2 separate regions of the Gossypium hirsutum genome follow, and region 2 is linked to region 1. Evidence: chromatin contacts called from public Hi-C data. All regions are on one chromosome and are shown on one strand. Each heading gives the region's core, a stretch centred on a gene start, on an enhancer-like site or on the middle of the called end of the contact. The rest is flanking DNA. Distances are from core to core; before and after follow the strand shown. Region 1 holds the start of LOC121204501. Region 2 holds the start of LOC107929409 (protein MODIFYING WALL LIGNIN-2).

The links. Hi-C and Micro-C count contacts between places; a contact is called where the count stands out from the background.
Region 2: a Hi-C map of leaf shows a contact between it and region 1, with 2.2 times the contacts expected there. The contact joins the promoter of LOC107929409 here to the promoter of LOC121204501 in region 1. A contact is called at or near these places in 13 of 34 Hi-C or Micro-C datasets (anther, callus, hypocotyl and 2 more).

Annotation. Positions count from the first base shown.
Region 1 is chrA08:109,534,058-109,540,680 of Gossypium_hirsutum_v2.1, forward strand. LOC121204501 reads right to left here and starts at 2,684. Exons shown (of 1, transcript XM_041074385.1): 1 at 1,643-2,684. The coding sequence starts at 2,470. The coding sequence ends at 1,862.
Region 2 is chrA08:109,965,466-109,972,088 of Gossypium_hirsutum_v2.1, forward strand. LOC107929409 (protein MODIFYING WALL LIGNIN-2) reads left to right here and starts at 3,816. Exons shown (of 3, transcript XM_016860822.2): 1 at 3,816-4,335; 2 at 4,411-4,610; 3 at 5,447-6,219. The coding sequence starts at 4,231. The coding sequence ends at 5,675. LOC107929410 (a long non-coding RNA gene) reads right to left here. Exons shown (of 6, transcript XR_005899437.1): 6 at 6,403-6,564.

The DNA.
Region 1 (6,623 bases), core at 1,434-3,933:
ACTAATACGTTCACTCATCTTCAATTTCTATTCTTCTAAACTTCTTTAATTTTTTTTGCTGTAACTTATGCAACATGAAAAATAAAATTTGGCTCATTTATAGTCTAAGGCCAAACAAAAACTACTGTAGAAAAAGAGTATCCACGTGGGAGTTTTTTTAGTAATTTTGCTAACAGTGCATCCTGCTTGAAGCATTTTTGATACTAAAAATTACTTTTTCAGGAACTACTGTAGAAAAAGAGTATCTACGTAAGAGCTTTTTTCAGTAATTTTGCTAATAGTGCATCCTGCTTAAAACGTTTTTGACCCTATTTTTTCAGAACCGTCTTCTCAAAATTATTTTTTCAGGAACTACTGTAGAAAAAGAGCATCCACATGGGAGCTTTTTTAAGTAATTTTGTTGACAGTGCATTCTGCTTGAAGTGTTTTTGACACTATTTTTTCAAAATCGTCTTCACAAAATTATTTTTTCAGAAACTACTGTAGAAAAAGAGCGTCCACGTGGGAGCTTTTTTTAGTAATTTTGCTGACAGTGCATCCTGTTTGAAGCGTTTTTGACATTATTTTTTTAGAACTGTCTTCTCAAAATTATTTTTTTTTCCAAAAACTACTATAGAAAAATAGCGTCCACGTGGGAGTTTTTTTCAGTACTTTTGCTAATAGTGCATCTTGCTTGAAGCGTTTTTGTCACTGTTTTTTTAGAACCGTCTTCTCAAAATTAATTTTTCAGAAACTACTATAAAAAAACAAAATCCATCTTGTCAATATAATTTTTTCAAGACTCAACCCTAAACCCTTTTACAAAAACCCTAAAACCTAAACACAAAATTATTTTAAAAAGTTCTAAACCCTAATTTAATTAATTTTCTAAAAAACCCTAAACCTAATTTATTTATTTTTTAAATTCCTAAACCCTAATTTATTTTTTAAAATCCTTAAACCCTAAATAAATAAATTCCTAAATTATTTTAACAAAAACCTAACCTTAAACCACTAAAACCCTAAACTCATAAACCCTAGGCACTAAAATACAAATAGCCTTAACCTTAGAAAAACACGGGCTAAAGTGTGTCCTTGAAGGAGCGCTTTTGCCATGTCAGCAAAGCGCGTCCACGTCAGTGCATTTTTTGCTGACATAGAAAAAGCGCTCCCTCAAGGCCGCTCTTTCTGGAATTTCCCCTTAAAACACTCCTACGTGGACGTGTTTTTATATTTTTGGCCCATTCCAGTAAATAATAAATAAAGTGACCAATTTCCGTAAATAAAATAGGGAATGGCCTTTCTTTGTTAAATGTTCCTAAAAATGAAATTAAGTAAATTTAATTTTCAAATCTTTGATAATATATAATTTCACAATAAATCATTTGTTTTTTCTTTTAACTTTTATCATTTTTAAACTATCTATTGAATTTCTTTCTTTCTTTTTGAAGTCAAAAGGAGAGGGGCTGAGCCCTACAAAACTACAAATCAGTCAACATTGGCATCACTATAAGAAACATTACCCAGGTGGTTTACTAAGAAGTGGATGTGTAAATTTTTTGATTCAAAAATCATCGGCAACCTTGTAAACATGATTGAATCGGACTAGCCACTCTCTGTTACAAAGCTGTTAATATCATCTCTCTTCAGTCTCACATGAGGATGAACAAGAATTCCACATTGATTTTATTTGTTTTTCTGGAGTTGATTGTCTTACATATAAGCATTCAATCTAGTGTTACCTAAGAAACATACCTAATTAAACAACTTTTGTCGTTGCTTTGGTGCATGTACAGAACAGAGCATACAAAAGAAAATGGAAAGGCTTCACTATTCAATGTAGATGTATGTATATAGAACAAAAAAAAAAAAAAGGAGGAAATTATTTGGCCTTGGAACTACAGCGCGAAGGAATGTAAGTTCCATTCAAAGGATGGAAACGCAACTGGCAGTCGAGACGACACAAGTACCTAACTGAACCCAGGCTCCCTATTCGCCATCTCACCCTGCTACTGCCTTTCAAATCGAATATAATCAAATCTTTCTTCAAACCCGCGTCCACATCCTCTGCTTGATCTGGTCTTAAGGGTATGGGTGAAGATGGCACTACATAATTAAAATCAACCGAACTGTTCTTACCTACTTCAAAGGGTGGTGCGACCAGCTGCGCTACCACTTCCCTATTCAAGCTTAGGCTGTAACTCGAATCCGAGAAGCTTGCATGCGCCTTTTCGTTCCCATTCTTGGCTCGAATTAGTATGGTTACCTGAATTTCCAGAATACCCGCATAATCAATCTGGATATGGTCAAGGTAAGCATCCATGACGCTGACGTACGGCACCCTGGGATGTATAACTAAGTATCCTATGAAGGTAACGATGCCTCCTATGATGACTGCTATGGTCAAGACGGTGCAGATGATAGCACCACACCACACCAGCGGATGGGTTGCTCGTTCCCGACTAGTTGAGAACTTTGATTTTGGGGCCATTTGGTTGGGAGTGTCTGATCATCAATCAGTGTCAACATTCGGAGGATTTTTCTTCTTTAAGTTATGGTTTTAGGAACACAATTGAAGTAATATACTGGGAGGGGTATGGATGCTCTGTTTTAGGCGTCTCAAGATTGGCAAGATATAAATTAGCTCTAATTGGCAGGGAAGTATCTTCCTTTCCTACATCTAAAGCGTGTATACTCTAATAGCAATAACAACTCTATTAAGGAATCTAAGGTCACTTTATCTCTTATAAAGTCAAAACTAAATAGCTGTAGCTAGGCCACGCAAACATGGGCTTGCCTTTATATATATCTTGACGCAGTATTGCACCATCCACATCCATCCATTTATCTAGACCAGAAAACCCTTTTACTATACTTTACTATACTCTATATTGCATTTTAATTTCTCTATTAAAAAATAGGTAAATTAATTTTTATACGTTAGATTAGTAGAAAAAATGATCCCTTCGTTTAGATTTGTTGTTTATATATAAGGTATAATAACAAATTTAGCCCTCAATCTTTACACGTTTATTCAATTTGACCTCTATTTTTTTATTAAAAATAAATTATAACTTTTTAAAACTAATAAGGCTAAAAGGTCAAAAAGTATATATTTTTTTCATATCAAGAATCAACCTAGACTCGTTCAAGATGTAATTTTTTATTATTAATTTTATATATTTTTAGTTTTTTAATGTTATTATTTTGAAATTCAGAAAAATATAAATTAAAAAATTAAAAAAAAAACATTTAACTTAATAGGAAAGTATAAAATGCAGAGTGAATTTAGATGTGGTTCTTTTAGCAATTTTATCGATTTATATATATATATTATAAATTTCTAATTTTTTATATTTATATATTTTTATAAATTTATAATTGGTTTTAGATTTATATATTATTTTTTGAATAAAGGATGTAGGCATTGGCCCAAAACCATGCAAACTTAAACAAATGCAATTTGCAAAACAGAGGGATCTAAAATGTCTCTCGCTTTGCAAGCGTAGCTTCCAAATCAGAGTAAGATACATGAAAATTGTGAAGAATACGTTCAATTTTTTTTTAAAATCTTATAAGGATCAGTATCGTTATCTTTTAATAAAATTTATATAATTTATTAAATTTTTTTATAAATATTTTTTAAAATTTTATGATTTTTAATAATTTTTAAATTTTAAAAAGACTTAATTGATTTTTTAAATTTCTTACTAAGGCCTTTTTTGATCTTTTAGTCTTATTAGTTTCAAAATTTTCTACCTTACTTTCAAGAAAAGGGTATGGGTCAAATTCAATAAATGTGTAGAGGTTGAGAGCTAATTTATTATTATACCTTATGTATAAACACCAAATTTTGACGAATGGATTGTTTTGTCTACTAATCTAACTTATAAAGGCTAATTTGCACATTTTTTCAATAAAAAGACTAAAATGCAATCTAAAATATAGTACAAAGAGTTTTATAATACTTTCACCATAGAATTTATATATACACTAGTGCATGCAGGAGATTACAAAGTGTATAAATTAATTATAATCCTAAAAGTTATGAAAATCTATCAAAATTTGAATTTAATAATAAATTATTTAATAAATAAATTTGAACAATTTAATATGTATAAATGGTAATATTGATTATAATTATAAAACAATCCATGTGCTTTTAATTAATAATATTGTTAATTAGAGATGTATGAGTTTATTGTATTTAAATTAAAAGATATATTTAATTAATTTATATTCTTTTATAAGGTAATTATTTGATATATGAGTGGTTAAAAATTTTTATTCCATAAGCAGGGCTAAAATTTTACTACATGTCTTATTATTATTTTTTAATTCTTTAAATAAAAAATAACCATTTGTAAACTTTAAGTGCACTCTATTAGAATCACCATAATTTATTTGCAAAATCGAAGTACTAGTATAGAATCTTAGTATTAGTATTGCATTATAATCACTGCCATTCAGATTTATAAATAGTAAAGAAGTGAACTATGTGAGTAGTATTAGTATTGTATTATAATTACCACTACTCTTATTTATAAATAGTGAAGAAGTGAGCTATCTAGTCAATGTGATATTAAGATTAACTTTTTAATGAAAATATTGAAGAAATTGTCACGTATTTATATTGTAGGTATGAGCATGAAAGTGTTCTCTAGCCAATGAGATTATAATTAACTTTTTAAAGAATTAAAATTAATTTTTTTAATTTGTTGGTTTGTAAAAAAATACTTACTTGATAGTCGTGTAACTAAAAAATATGACTTGTAATGAACTTAAATTTATCAAAATAATTTTAATCGTATTAAAAATTAAAAAATTAAATTCCTAAAACTAAATTTTGAATTATATGAATTTATAAATTAAAAAATTGAAACAAAACCAAAAATATAATAAATCCAAAATTAGGATTCAATTTTTTTAGCTTGAAGATAGGACCGGTTACAAAGTTAAAAAAAATTGGGCCTCAAAATTTGGGAAGCCCAAAGGTTACAAAACCCAAATAAAACCCAAAAGTATATTCGATTGGTTCCACCAGTTTTTGACTTTTTTTTTTGAACTTTAATTAATTCTTTGGTTATATAGAACCACTGAAATATCAAATCTTCAATTTCATCTGGTTGGCTAAGGGAAATTTATTAAACTTTTATAAAAATAAAATTTAATTTAATGTGTTATTTTTTTTCATATTCTTATAAACTAGTTCAACTAAGGATGGCACTAGTTAATTATAAAAATTTTTATATTATTTTCAAAGTAAATTATATGATTATATGAATGTTTTTGTCTTTTTATATTTTTATAAATCAATAAAAATTTATTCATAATGAGATTTGGACTAGACTTGCTTATGGGTTGGGGCCGGTTGGTCTGCCCAAAATAGGAGAGGGTTTGGGCAAAAAATATAGGCTCAAATAATGGGCTTGGATAAAAAAATAAGGCCCATTTAAAAAAGGGCCGGGCCTCTGGTATGACATTTTTTACCTAGGCCCGGCCTGAATTCACTGAAGGACAAAAAAATATGTTTTTTAATATTATTTTCTTATTGTTTTCTCCCTATTTTGCTACCATTTTACTATAATGTTGCTACTATTTTGTTGTTATTGTTTGAATATTGTATAAAACTTATTTTATTGTTAATTTTGTTATTATTTTAAAGGTATTTGTTAGTTTTGTTATTATTTTAGAGACATTTGCTTGTTAAATTGCATCTATCTTAGTGTTATTTAAGTATATATTTTTAAAATTTATTTTCAATCTGTTGGGAAATATTTATTTTGATATTTTTAGTATTTTTGATGTATTAAATATATTTTAAAATTATATAAAAATTAATATGGGCAGGCTGGGTCGGGCCCGGGTTTTAGCATTTTTATTTGGGTTGGGCTTAAGTATAATTTTAGGCCCATTTTTTGGGTCGGGCTGGGCCCTGGCCTAGTAAATGGGCCTAAATTTTTAGTTGAACCTAGCCCGAACCTGGCCCAGCCGACCCATGCACACCTCTAATTTGGACCCAATACATCATATATATATATAAAACATTTTCATTTATCATTTGCACTAAAACAAATTTCTGATTCTATATGAAACTTTAATAAATATATTTGTTCTATATTTGCGTATATTAATTATGTTGTTGATTGAGTTGGTGTTACAAGTTAACTCGACACTGACTCAATATTCATGATAACACCATGATAAACAATTGTATTCATTTAGTATTCTTAACTTGATGCATTTATGTGTTTAAATTTTAATTTACTCACAATTTAATATAGGGGAGAGCAAAATCCAATTTGATTCGAAAAACTTAATAAAAAATTCAAATTTCAAATTAAATAGTTCAATTTATTTGAGTTAATCGAGTTATTCGGATCAAATCAAATAAAAAATTAAATTTTTCGGTTTAACTCGAATATGAATTAGACAATTTGAGTTATTCGAAAATTCGAATAAGAAAATGCAAAACTATGCCGTTTTGATAAATGTTTTTCCATTAAGTTAAAAGGCAAAACAATTATATTGTTTATATAGTTAAATAATCTTGTACTTCGTCTACTAGTTAAATAATCGGTCCATGTAAACGCAACATTGAATATAAATAATAGGATTCGTTAACTCACTTGATATGATTCAAA
Region 2 (6,623 bases), core at 2,566-5,065, 430 kb after region 1:
GGAAACCTATAAAGCTCTCTAGGAATGGTCATGGTATTTCTCATCTCTTCTTTACAGACAATTTGGTGTTGTTTAGTGAAGCGTCAATTGACTAGATATTGATTATGGAAAGGGTTCTTGAGAGCTTTTGTACCAATTTTGGCAATAGTGTTAATGTACAGAAAACACAAATATTTTTCTATTAAAATGTTTTCCATGATTTGAAAGAGAATATCAGTTGTGGCTTAGGGTTCTCTCATGTTGGTAATTTGGTGAAGTATCTAGGTGTTCCGCTTTTACATCAGAGGGTAACAAAAGAAACTTTTCAGTACATTATTGATAACACAATGAAAGAATTAATAGGGTGAAAGGCTAAGATGCTTTCTTTAGCAGGTAGAATCATGTTGGTTGATCTGTCGTAATTTGGTGTAGCAAATTAAACTAGTTTTCGCACATTAGGAGCTTGAACATAAGCATTTTGGTTTCCTTTTAATTATGTTTTCACAATTTTAGTTAAATTTAATAAAGTGTGTAATTTGAGTGTTTTATTGACCTTAGGGGCTGAATAAGGCCTAAATGTGAGCTAATATACTTTGTGAATATATAGGAGACCACTAAAAGGCGTATTAATTCGATACTAGTCATTGTGTTACAACACGAAGCATTGGGTGTCACAACACAGGGAGCAGAATACAAGAATTCCAGAACTCCCTTCGATGTCACAACATAACCTAGGGATGTCACGAAATAACTTGGGGATGTCGCGATACACCCTTGAAGACACCCTGAAGATGGAGCATACTACCCTCGATATTGTGACACAGGACCTTGTGTGTCACGACATCACCTCTGTATGGGAAATAATTATAAGTCAGGGGCGTTTTACTCCGCACAATAAAATAGTAAACACGGGGACAACAACTGACCTAGGGTTATGGACGACGACTACTCTAAAATCTATAAATAGGCTAATTTAACACATGTTATGGACAACTTTGATATTGTATAGTTTTCTCTTTAGTTTTAGTCTTTAGTTTCTCCTTTTTCTTAGGTTTTAAATTTTATTTCAGTTCTTGTTATTTGCTTTTGTGGGGAGATCAAATTTGTGAAACACAACCAAACTCTATGAGAATTCAACACTTAATTCTAAATACAAATCAAGCTTCTTCTAAACTTTATTCTCTTGAATTATTCTTCATGTTTATTCTTTCTATCAAGTTTATATTATTTATTAGATCCATGAGGAACTAATCCTCCTGTGGGGGATTAGCGAGTGGAGGTATGATTAATTAACTATTTTGTAAGGGTTTCTTAATGAATCAGTTGTTCAGGAAAGGAAAAACCTAAACCCAAAGGCGAATCTAGGGGGGCTGGCAAAGGCCCCAACCCTTCTTAAAATGGAAAATTGCTATTTACGCTATTAAAAACTATAAAAATTATAAAAAATGATTTAATCATTTAAAAATTATAATGATATAGACTATTAAAAATTAAAATTTCATTCGACCCCCTAAAAAAATTTTCTGGCTTCGCCCCTGCCTAAACCTAGGCCTGATAACCCTAGGAAGTCATTAAGGTGGGAATCAACCTAAATTTTGTGTGGTCTATCTGTAAACACCTTAACCCTAAATCGGTCTGGACTGTGAGGTCAAGAGATAAATATTTATTGCCGACTCATTATTCTAGTAGAAGACCAGAAGATCTTCTAGGATATCGACTAGTTGATTAAATGAGAAAACCTAAAGTGACAGTTGATTATGACTACCGAAGCAAGCTAATCACCCATGACCAGATTTGATATATTTTACTTTTTGATTTCTCGTGTTTTATTTATTTCTTTACTTTCTTTTATTATTATTAATATAGTTTACCAAAACCGTTCTTTTTATTCTTCATAATATAATCCAATTAAAGTACTAATTAAATCTATTCATGTTTAGGCTCCCTTGGGTACAATCCTTGCAGTACTCACCTACTCCGTTGTAACTATATTACAACCTAAATCGTACACTTGCGGATGCTGTTTTTTGTATCTTTTGTATAGGATTTCTACTCTGGATGTTAGTACGTTCGGAGGCGGTTATTGGCAAAGCAATGTTAGCAACTATCCATAATTATATAATGCAATAGAATGTTATTCCGAAGGGAGTTTGCTTTGAAATTGATAAAATTATTTGTAACTCTGTGTAGGGACACATTGAGGAGAAGAAAGGGATAAATCTTTTCAAGTGGAATGATCTCTGCAAAGTTCCAAAACGTGGCAGCATTAGCTTTAACAAGCTTGATTGTCCAAATGATGCTTTCCTCGTAAAAATTGGTTTTAATCTTATCAAGAAACCTAATTAGTTATGGGTTTAGGTTTTCAGAACCAAATATAAATTGAGGGGAAATCTACCTACATCCTTATATATGGGTAATGTGTCATGGTTATGGAAAAGAATTTGTGGTATTTGGCGTAGGATTTGTGATGGTTTTATCTAGAATGTAAGGAATGGCATGAATGTAGATTTTTATAAGGGTAATTGGGTTAAGGAATGTATCCTCTTATTGATGTTTGCACCCAACCCTTATAAATTCCTATTAAACATGTTCCTGTTAAGGATATGGTAACTCGCAATGTGATCGTATTTTCAAGACTACTAGTCTCATAGGGTTTTACTCTTAAATCCGTAAACAAAAAAAAAAAGAAAAAAACTCCATCAACTAGCTAATAATAATATAGAATTATGACAAATTGAGTAACATGTACATTCATCAGCCATGTTTGTATTTGGGCAAACTTATGGTAAATATCTTTCTATGCCTTACACTTAAATTTTCATTTAGTATTGAACACTTTAAGTATAATGAGTGAATGTCGGATTTTATTGCATTTGGTTTTGAAGTAAATGATCGTTAGTGTGTGGTTTATGGGGATTTAGGTTATGGATTGTTATTTCTTATTTTTATTTAAGGTTTTTCAAGTAAAATGTTTATGCTTTAGATGAGATAAAAAGGAAAAACGCAATGGATAAAAATGGAGAAAGGCGAGAAAGGCAATGGATAAAATGTTTATGCTTAAAATTTTAATTTTGATTAAATCATACACATTTAAAGAAATAAATTCATTAATTTATTTTTATATTAAATAACTATAATTATTTATGCATGCGGTATATAAACAAAAAACGATGTTATATCCATAATTGTGTTAATAATTTACAAGAATTGAATCAAATCAAAATTTTATGTTAAAATTACACAAAATCAAAATTCAAGTATACAATTACAATTAAATTATAGTTCATATATAATTTTAATATTTATCCCTATAAAAATATAATAAAGTCTAAGGTTTTGAAAATTTTAGTGTCATGGTTAAATTGTATTATTGTGAGTTTTTTTTTTTTATTCAGTCTAAATTGTATTTTATAAATTTTATATAGAATATGAAAAGATAAAAACATTCCCTACTTTAAGAAATCATTTTTAATGTTTATTAATAGTTAATCAACTCAATATTATCTTAGCTAGGCTAAGAGGCCCGTTCTTAAGGTAGAGGTCCTTAATTTCCAAGGCGAGCTCCCGGATGATTTATAAATATAAAAAATTTAAAATTTAAATAGAAATAATCAATTATTTAAAATAGTCTAGATTTTCAAAACGATTATTATTCTATTTACCCATCATAGTGTTTTAATTATATTAAAAAATGAATTACATGTTACAGAATTTTCTTTTATTCCACGATCACTATATAATTATACTTTCTAAAATAATTTTATTAAAAAATATGAGCTTAGGAATTATTATCAAATAAGATGCTATTATATATATTATCATTCATTTATTCTATTCTACTTACAATGCCCATTTAAAATAAATCAAAGTCTAACAGCCAATTCGCCATTGCGGAATATAGCAAGAAAAAGAGAGGAGAAGAAAGTGCCAGTTATACTCGGTGGTAACTTAATGCTCACTCTTGAGGTGGTGGAATTTAATAAGAAAGTGTTGGTTCAGATTTCACCCATCCAAAAACTTCCCATATAATCTAAACAACTTCCAACTAGGGACAGGGACAGCGACAGAGACATGCATGGTTTCTCTCCTTACAAGCAATGTCAATGAAACAATTGTTTGTAAGAACCCCAAGAAAGCTCGCTCCCACCCCCACCCCACCGCACAGAAACAGGAGCTGGATATTTGATCACCGCCACCACCTCTTCTCTTCACTAACTTCCAACTTCCCAACACAAAGCGGCCACCTGCGATATGGGAAAACATCCACTTGGTTGCGTCTTAACGTTCTCTGTCCTTGCCTCCCTCGGCCTTGTCTCCTTCGCCGCATGTCTGGTTGCTGAGGCAAAGAGATCCAAGGTATGTATATAAATTAATTCATTCCTTGCTATTATTAGTTGATAAGGGTTTTTAATTGGTTTAATTCTCCAGAAGGTTGATTTGAAGTTGGATGGAAAGATGTGTTTCTTGCCTGGAAAGAGTGATGCCTTTGAACTGGGTGTGGCTGCATCAGTCTCTCTCTGCACCGCTCAAATCATAGGGAACGTACTACTCTGTGCAAGTTACTGGTGGAGTGCAAACACAAGAAAGCCTAAAAAACCAACTCTTACTGCAATTTTGCTGGCGTTTTCCTGGTAAGGTGTTGCACTGCATGTGTATTGATTATATTGATGCCACCAGTTATGTGGATTGCCTATGCCAGCCATGTTAACACAAAATTAGGCCACTACTACTACTGCTTGTACAACTGTATTTAAGTGGACCCGACCGGGGAACACCTTCTATAATTGCAATTTTTTTAGCTACAAATGTATTTTTGACCTTTTTAAAAATTAACATTTTTTCTATTTTTTAAGGTATGTACCGGAGGAAGCCTAATAATTAATCCAAAAATTTTATTAACTTTAATCCCGGATTAGAAGGCGGCTTCTTAGACAGTATCATTTTCCTAATCATAAACGAAAAACCTTCATTTTCTTTTATTGTTTTCTTCCTTCCTTTCAATATTTCTAGAATTCCTGGTCAGCAGAAAAAGGTCCAAGTAACGAATTTTCCAATGGAGCTACAAGTGGGTTAATTTGATTGGGTAGAGTAGATCAGAATCTAGAATTTTTAAGGGTTTTTAAGGGATAGATATGAAGGAGATTGGAGACAAACTAGTTGTAGAAAATGGGTGGACAGCTGGAAATATACCCCTTTCTATATCCCACTCCCCCCAGATCAGATCATCCAACGACTGGATGCGCCTAGGAAAATATATTCTCTAAAAATAAAAAAAATCAAAGATAGCAGACACATAGTCTTGGACGTTGGTGTCTAGTGCTACTAAATAAAATAAAATAATAATTAATTAAATTTGGATATGGATTTGGAGGAACATGGATTGTCTTTGCTTTTCTTTTCTTTTTAATTAAATTTTTTTTAAAAACTTGGAATAGAATCTTATATTAAAAAGAAAGAAATATTGCAGGATCAGCTTTGGAGTTGCAGCAATCCTAATAAGTGCAGCGACGAGCATGAGCAGAGCACAACCCTACGGAGAAGGGTGGTTGGACGGTGAATGTTACCTAGTTAGAGACGGAGTGTACTTGAGCTCCGGGGTCTTAAGTCTACTTGCCGTCTTCACCTTGATTGGAGCTGCCTCCATCACAATTACAAACAATCAAGTACTTGACCAAGCCCACAAAATCAATGCATGAAAATCAAAATAAACAACAGTGATAGAAAGAAAATATAGACACGTACGTATGATGGGGTGTTGAATTTTTTAAACAAACGACAGTCAGGTATGTATGTATAAGATCAAGTGTGAAATTAATGCATTCAAGTCCACCAAGATCACAAGTGACGGAGCAGAAGCCGGGAGCCCCCCCCCCAATCGGATAAAAATCAAATAAAAGAATGAACAAGAGCCAACGAGGAAGGCGCCCCAAAGCGATATCTTACCATATACAGTTACCTACTCCATTTCTTTGATCCGTTCCCTAAGGAAAGGAATAATAAAATAGGTTCAACAAGAATGAAAGTGGTGGTTCTTCTGTAAAGTTGGTTGTTGGTCGATCTGGATGGTCCATCCCCCCCACAGCGACAACGATGTCATTTTAATTCCTATCTTGCAAAAAATTTTCCTTATGCCCTTTTTCCTTGTTTCACCACTTGTATTCCCAAATTATTGTAGTTATATACATACAATTTATGTACTATATACAAAGCAAATTAAGGCCTCGTATAAATTTGGATGCAGCACTCCTTGAGCCCAAACCACATCAATGTTTGATCAATATGTCTATTTATCCAAATAGATTATCAAAGGGACTCAGTTACATTTGGTACTATTCCACCATGCTCAGAAAAATACTTCCACAGTCCATAGAGGTCTTCATCATGACTATATCAAAATTCTTCTTATTATGATGCCCTTTCCTATTGTTCATCAATGATATTCCCATTTCTCCTAACATTCAAATAAAAGTTAGCTGCTACGTTTTACATGTTAAAAGAATGTTTTCACCAAAATCATTTTTACAATCTGAACCCATTTCTCCTATATACTCCAATCTCTTATTGTAGATGAGATTTGCCTAAATCCTGCAAAAATAATAGGGATGGTGGAATTCAGTCTACAAGGATGGTGGACAGCCGATCAT